2 separate regions of the Sus scrofa genome follow, and region 2 is linked to region 1. The links are chromatin contacts, called in public Hi-C maps. All regions are on one chromosome and are shown on one strand. The core of a region is the stretch at or near the end of the contact, and the rest is flanking DNA. Distances in the headings are between cores, read along the strand shown.

The links. Hi-C and Micro-C count contacts between places; a contact is called where the count stands out from the background.
Region 2: a Hi-C map of liver shows a contact between it and region 1, with 6 times the contacts expected there. The contact joins two enhancer-like sites. A contact is called at or near these places in 1 of 5 promoter capture datasets (liver) and 4 of 47 Hi-C or Micro-C datasets (liver and skeletal muscle).

Annotation. Positions count from the first base shown.
Region 1 is chr18:34,305,595-34,309,347 of Sscrofa11.1, forward strand. All of the region lies in intron 4 of IMMP2L (mitochondrial inner membrane protease subunit 2), which reads left to right. Among named protein-coding and RNA genes, the nearest start is that of LRRN3, 160 kb to the right of the region's middle. Within about 2 kb of position 1,822, at least 5 of the 83 cell types and tissues checked have an H3K27ac peak or open chromatin away from gene starts, as enhancers often do. A contact at or near this core is called in liver, where this site is marked.
Region 2 is chr18:34,405,751-34,409,278 of Sscrofa11.1, forward strand. All of the region lies in intron 4 of IMMP2L (mitochondrial inner membrane protease subunit 2), which reads left to right. Among named protein-coding and RNA genes, the nearest start is that of LRRN3, 58 kb to the right of the region's middle. Within about 2 kb of position 1,256, at least 4 of the 83 cell types and tissues checked have an H3K27ac peak or open chromatin away from gene starts, as enhancers often do. A contact at or near this core is called in liver, where this site is marked.

The sequences.
Region 1 (3,753 bases), core at 572-3,071:
TGGCTTCTCAAAAATAGAATTTTAATGTAAATGTTCAAAACACTCAATTTAGTGTTGGCTTCAAGCCGAATGCAGCATTGGAGCCACATATTATTTGCCAGAGGCTGGTATTCTTTTCCTTTCCTATATTCCATCCCAAATTATTCCTTGTCCCTTTCCCTTTTTCAGTGGCACTGTCCTCTTATTTTCTCAAGTCATGTGACAGCTATTTAAAAACCCTTATGACGACAGTTAGGGCTCTTGCTTATCTAATATGCTGTATCTCTGTAATCTGTTTTCCACACTGGAGTTTATACTGCCCAATTCAGAATTTTTTCATTGGCATATTTCTAGTAGCCCCATACTCAGACTTTCATAAACACAGAGGTAGGTACACATGTGCATGCATGCATGCACACACACATACACACACACTTTGATTTGTTTCCCTAGATGGTTGATGATGCCTGCCTTTTACATGACATATATGATACCTGCCACCAGAAGAATAAACCATTGCTTCTTTTGAGTCCATTCCTGAGGGAGAGAATTCTGCATGTGGGTATGGATTAGAGAGCAAGATAATTCTTCATACTCTTGAATGATCTACTTTAAGAAATGATTGATGAAATTCTGAGATATGTTCTCTTCTCCTTTTGTTAGAGCCAATTCTATTTCTTTTTTCTGTTTGTGTCACAGCTTTCACAGATATCAGACTGTTTTGTTAGGAAGGAGTGTACTCGCTGGGCCTTCAGGGAAGATCTTAGATTCGGGAATGAAACTCATGAGGAAAGTGGTGACAGAGTGTCATTGCAGTTTTAGATGGAAGATGGAAGTTCAATAGAAATAATACTGTCCCTCCAACTGGATTTTTTTCTTTTTTAATCCTTTGGAGTTTGTGAATTTTAAGATAAGAAGATCTGTGGAGTTGAATCTTTTACTTCTCTAAAGTTGAAATTTTTACTTCTCTAATGCTTGTAAGTTTCCTGTCACATAGGATCGCAGTCCAATACATGAAGGACTTTAAGATGTATTTTTGTTGTGGAAATGACTACTCCATGCAAGAATATCAACTTTATCAACTTGAGCATTTACTAGTGCAGTGTACAGTGCTGACAGTGTGCTTCTGCTATAGTTTAGCTTTTAATTCTGCAGGGGATTTAGATGGACGATTACTAGTGATAGTGCACAATTTCAGCAAAATAAGTATTTCATACTTCAACATATTAATACATATATAATTCATATTCAGAATAATAAATATTTCTGGAATGATTGAATATGACCAGTGAATAAGGCAACATTGTGTTTTTTAAAAATTGGTGTTACTTTTGAAGACAACTTATATTTACTTGGGGTAGAAAGAATAGGGCTGGTTTTTTAATAACAATATTTTTCACCTTCAGACATCTGAGTCACAAGAGAGTACACAGAGAGATTTGTCATGTGACAAAAAAATATTCTTCCCTAGTAAAAGACAGCTTACTAAATATAACAAACTAAGAGCTGGTTATGGAAGATCAGATAATAATGTTTCTATATAATTGAGTCATTATGAAAAATAATAGTATAGCAGAGGCCAAACTTACTTAATTGAGGAATATTTATAAAATTCCCTTTGCTTTCTGGAAACATTCTAACATGTTCCTGTCTTTAGCGTCTCACATTTGATCTCCTTCAATCAGTAGCCCTAATCTGTTGTGCTTTGGCCTTGATTGAGTTGGAGGAACTTTTACAGTGGTCACCTGACAGGTCTGGCAATTCACTGATACACGAGGCCTTCAGAACTAAGAGGAATGTTTAAACAACTAAATAAAAACCCCAGCCAGCTCATTTGCATGATATGGTTGGCTTACTAGGCAAACTACAGCTGATGCAAGAAAAGTACAGGGATGGTTCAGGTTAATGAATTGTTCTCTGTGGCTTGTTAGATTTTTCCACCACTTCAGGAAAAATCTTTCCCTACTGTTCGTTTATCTAAACTCCTGGATTGTTGCCCTTTTGTTTTCTTTTCTGCTCTCGAGTTGGAGCTATGAAAGGCAGCTTCATTTATTCTTTAGTGGAATCAGAATGACTGCAATTCCACAAACAAATTGAACTTCAGTTAGCAGTGCTTTGTCATAAATAATCCTGGAAGAGATTGTATTCTTTCCTAGCTGATAGACTGCAGCTGTATGTTAAAATCAGGGTCTCAGAGGGATTGATTTATTGCCAATCTGAGTGGGAGCTGAGCAACATACACCTGTCCTCCTCTTGCTCTATTTTGTGGTCTCTATTTCCCTAAAGTGTGTTCAGCAAAAGTTTATGGTAGGGAAAACAAATATTCTATTTTCTGAATTATTCTTTTCCCTTTAGCCTCCACTTTAAAAAAACAGCAGTTCTACAACACACAACACTCTCAGTGAATACTTCTTCATGATCTGGAAAGAAAACTTATTTCATAGACTGGTTAAGGGCATGTTTCATGGTTGGGTCAGATGCAGCATACTTTCCATATAAAATATGAAGACACTTTAAAATTTAATACATTTTTGCCACAGGCTTCAGATACCTAAGCGATACTTGCAAATGCCTCTTTTCATTGACCGTAACAATTTTTTTTGTCTCCACTAAAGGGTATTTATTTTGTTCCAAGTTATTTGGTTCCATAAATCATCTGGAGACATAGAAAATATTACAGTTTTCTCCTTCATGGAAAAGATATATGTGTGTGTATATATGTGTATACATGTATCTGCGTGTGTGTATAGATTTAGATAAATACAGTATGCACTTTGTACTTATATATAAAGATAAAAGTAAAAGAGTATACATTTGACTAGACCTTGGTCTTTAACTAGAACTGCCATAATAAGTAGCAGTTTGCTTCCTTGATTCATAAATTCTGCTGTAGTCAGTTATACTCTGTTGGTAAGGATCATTTCATGTAAGTAGACTAAGTTGGCATTAATTTTTATACATTTTTTCTAGACACTTTACACCTGTTATTTAACTTGAAATACTATCTCCATTTTTACAGATGAGAAACTTAACACTTAAAACTGTTAAATGACTTACCCTCAAATCACACAGCTCGTAAGTTGTAGAGCCAGAATTTACATCTGTGTCTGTCTAGCTCCAAAGTTTATGTATTTCATCTTTGCCTTCTATTCAGTGTCTTACGTAGAGATGGTTTTTATAGAGCCGATCATTATTTTCAATTTGATACATAACAGAAAACAGTGCTGAATGTGTTTAATGTGGCCTCTTTTTTGCAAAGATCTATTTATAAATTGGAATTATTATTTATTTTCCTCAAACAAGGCACACCTGTGGAGACTTAAAGTATATTAACAGATATTGTAGATGAATATACTTTCATTGGTAGTGTTCAAAAGCATATTAAATTCGTAGTTTTTAGAAAATAAGATACAAATATGAATTAGATGTTTGTCTAATTAAAACACAAAAACATAAGATATTGTTACTTTAATGTTTTAGGCAAGAATGTGCACATCACGCTATAGAATTGACCTGTGCCAGATATGCGCAGTTATTGTTATTGTACCACAGGTATTTTAGGGGCTCATGGGTTACATTTTAAAAGCATTTAGTGTTTATAAAACATAAGGTGCGAGTGTGTCTGACGTCTAATGTGATGCTGATAAGCAGTTCATTGTGGCAGAGACTTAGGAGTGGGAGCTGGAATGGGAATGATGATGTTTAATTCTTCTGACATCAAAGCAGCACGCTTCAGGGAGAAATTTAGCAAAGCTAATTGGAGTGACTATCAGT
Region 2 (3,528 bases), core at 6-2,505, 100 kb after region 1:
AGGATATTGTTCCATTTTAAGCCATTGTGGGAGAAGGGCTTTATATTTTAAATTGCAAGCTAATAAATGCTCTTTTCCTCATTAACACCCATGACCTCTATGATTTATACTCTCATGCACGCTGGCCCAGTTTCTCAGTCTCTGTTAATGATGTTGAAAACCTCTGTTTAACATGAATTATTTTCCTACTGAATTTCTGTAAATTCACAATAGATATTTATCGTAGTGATCTGCTGTGTCCTCTTTAAGAAAGAGAAATATCAAAATGAACCCTGCTTGTTGTACTTTTGTCTTATTTCTTCAATATGTGTACGAGATAAGTCCGTTTATTGGAATTATGCAGACAGCTTTGTCACACTTCTGATATGAGATTTAACACATGAGGTTCTTATTTCAAATAATAAGGTATTTACTGTTCAAATATCAGTTAGTAGAGTCGGAGCGAGAAAGGCAGATGAAGGATAACTGATAATTAAGTTTAGAGGGCTCTGTCCTACTTTATGTTCTGCTTTAATTAAATATTCTCATATTGTTTTGCGTTCCTTGACACAGGCGGTTATGGAATTTGGGTTTAATTCCAAATCCTTAATGTCTGTGGGAAAGTCTTAGGAAATGATAATAAATGCATTCATAAATGTACATAATTAATTGAGTTAATTTTTACTTTTTTAAGTTAGCCAAGAAGGTAATTTAGGGCTAGCACTTATCAAAATATGCAGCTCAGGGGAATTTTTATTCTTTGGCATAATTATTGGAGTATCATTTTACCATAAGTACCAAAAAGATATTTCTGATAGCCCTCATTTTGACCAGCCTAGGAGGTGATATTCAGGGCAGCGGAAAAATCATTCCATAATGGGCATATGAAAAAAGTAGATTTTGTTGACTCATGGAATTATGGAATATTAAAGTCAGAAAGTGGCAAGGAGATTATTCAATCCAATTTCTTACTGATACCAGGAGGAAACCAAGACTGTGAGATACAGTGATTTGTCACATGCGTACATTTTGCCAGGTTAGTTAGGAGCTAGACTAGAATTCAGTTTTTAAAATTGTTTTTCTTTATTACCTCACTTTCTTTCTTAACTCACTTTTCATAAGAATGTATTTCTACCTTCATTAAGGTGAAAGAGAATGCAGTGAAATTTACCCAATAGAATAAATGGAAGCTGTTGTGTAACAATTTGACAGGACTTTGCACTGGGCTGTGGCTGTAGAGGAGTGTCTTTGATATTCATGAGCCTTTTGGATCATATCTAAGTTTATGTAAATAAAGTGACTGAAGCTAATGGCAGCCTGGGGGCTGGTCTGCTGATGAGACTAACTGTGTGATTAACATGTTAGAGCTTTGAGCCATGTGGTAGCAGCCCAACTTCCCAAGCTCCAAGGAGGGGTGCAGGGCTGGAGACTAAAATGCCCAAAGAAACTCTGGATACAACTCAGTGGAGCTTCCCCGTTGGTTAATGAACACATTCCTGTCCTGGAAGAGTGACATGCCCTGATGTGACAGAGAGAGAGCTCATAAGCTCTGCCTTTGAAACCCTTCAGGACCTTGCCCCTTGGTTCTTGTCATTTGAATGGTCTGATTTACATTCTTTATAATATAACTGCAATTGTAAGTATAGGACTTTTCTAAGTTCTATGCATTCTGAAGAGTTATCAGTCCTGAGGATGGTTATCAGAATCCCCCAAATGTATAGCTATCTGTTCAGACATGCAAGTGACTGGGAAGCCCTCTCATGGCTTCTAAAGCGAAAGCAGTCTTATGAAGCCCTGAAGTCCTTCACTTGTGGGTTCTGTGCTGACTTTGAGTTGTTAGCATCGGAACTGAAAGGTATTGCAAAGTGCCAGTTGGGGTTAATATTGGTGTCAGAATAGAGGAACTGAGGAGCTCCCGTCGTGGCTCAGCGGTTGGTCATGAACCCAACTAGGATCCATGAGGATGCGGATTCGATCCATGGCCTCGCTCAGTGTGTTAAGGATCTGGCATTGCCATGAGTTGTGATGTAGCTCGCAGACACAGTTTGTATCTGGCGTTGCTGTGGCTGTGGTGTAGGCCAGCATCTACAGCTCCGATTTGACTCCTGGCCTGGGAGCCTCCATATGTGTGGGTGCAGCCCTAAGGAAAGAAAGAAAAGAAAAAGAAAAAAAAAGAATGGAAGAACTGATACATGAATGCTATGCAGCTTCCTAGTACTCCTCGTGATCTTTTTGTTGACAGCTGATTTGGTGCAGAAAAACTGGTCAAGTGTGAGTCAAGTCGGCTACAGATTGTGGAGCTCTGACCTGGATGCCTGTTGCTCTTCTTCAGGGTGGCATTATGCTTCCTCTGTAAGGGAACTGTGCTCAGGAACATTTGTATGTATACTAAGCTGTATACTAAGAATATTTTCCAAGTTTGAGTAGGTCTCTCCAGTTTCTACCCTTCTTGGATAAATGATACTTTCTAAAGCTTTTCTACTCAGTGTAGTTCCTAGACCAGGAACATAATCTACAGTTCAGCAAGCTCCAAGATGAGTCATAAACACAGTAAAGTTTGAGAAACGTTAATCTAAAATTTGGAGATAATGAGAAAGATTTATATTAAACTGAAACCCAAACTTTTCTCTTGAAAAAATGAAGATGAAAATTCTGGCTTATTTTTCTTTCTTTTTTTAGATCTGATGTGTATATATGGATGTTGACTAACAAAAAAGTTGTGATAAAATTTTATTTTGAGCAAAGATTGAGAGGGGAGATTCATAGGTCTATCTATAAAGGAACTAAATCCTCATTCTTCACAATATTATTTCTTAATCAGTACATTATATCCAAGACTTTAACCTTTAATATTAGTGGTATAGGTTTGGAATATGGCCATAACACCAGAAAATAATAGCTGAGTTAGTGTTGTCTCTTTTGCTTTCTCTCAGTCCCAAACACACCAGAATTTATGCATACTGATGCACGGTACAGAGACTGTTGGATTAACAGCCAGAAGATCTGAGTGCTCTACCACCAGTGAGCTATGTATTTTTCAGTGAAAAAAGCATGATGTTGCATGATTTCTATACCATTTTTTCATCCAGGTTCTGTAGTATGTGTCATAGCTCTTTCTCTCTGCTGGAGGCAGAGTAGACAAGAAAAGTCAGTTTCTAGTAGCTCCCCCAATGATATTAAATTTTGCTTTGCTTTGTCATTTAGTCATTTACCCAAGCAGCTCTAAAATTACCCTTTCAGAGGAAGAATAGACCAATTTTTCTTCCCAAGCAGCCAAATAATCTTAGTAACTTGGAGAACAGCATGGAATTAGCATGAATGAGGAGCAATAGGTTCTTTCGTTTGGCAGATGGAAATAGTTTCAGTTCTTGCACCCTGTGACATTTGTGCGAAGTTCACATATTTCCAAAATTACAAAATGCCATCTGGCCAGAATGCCTTGGCCCTGTTAACTTATTCACCCCTGCCCAATTAATATTTTTAAGCTTTCTCATCATTTGTGATCCAGGTTTTTATTAAGTTTGTTCAACAGTAAATTGATAATAGTAA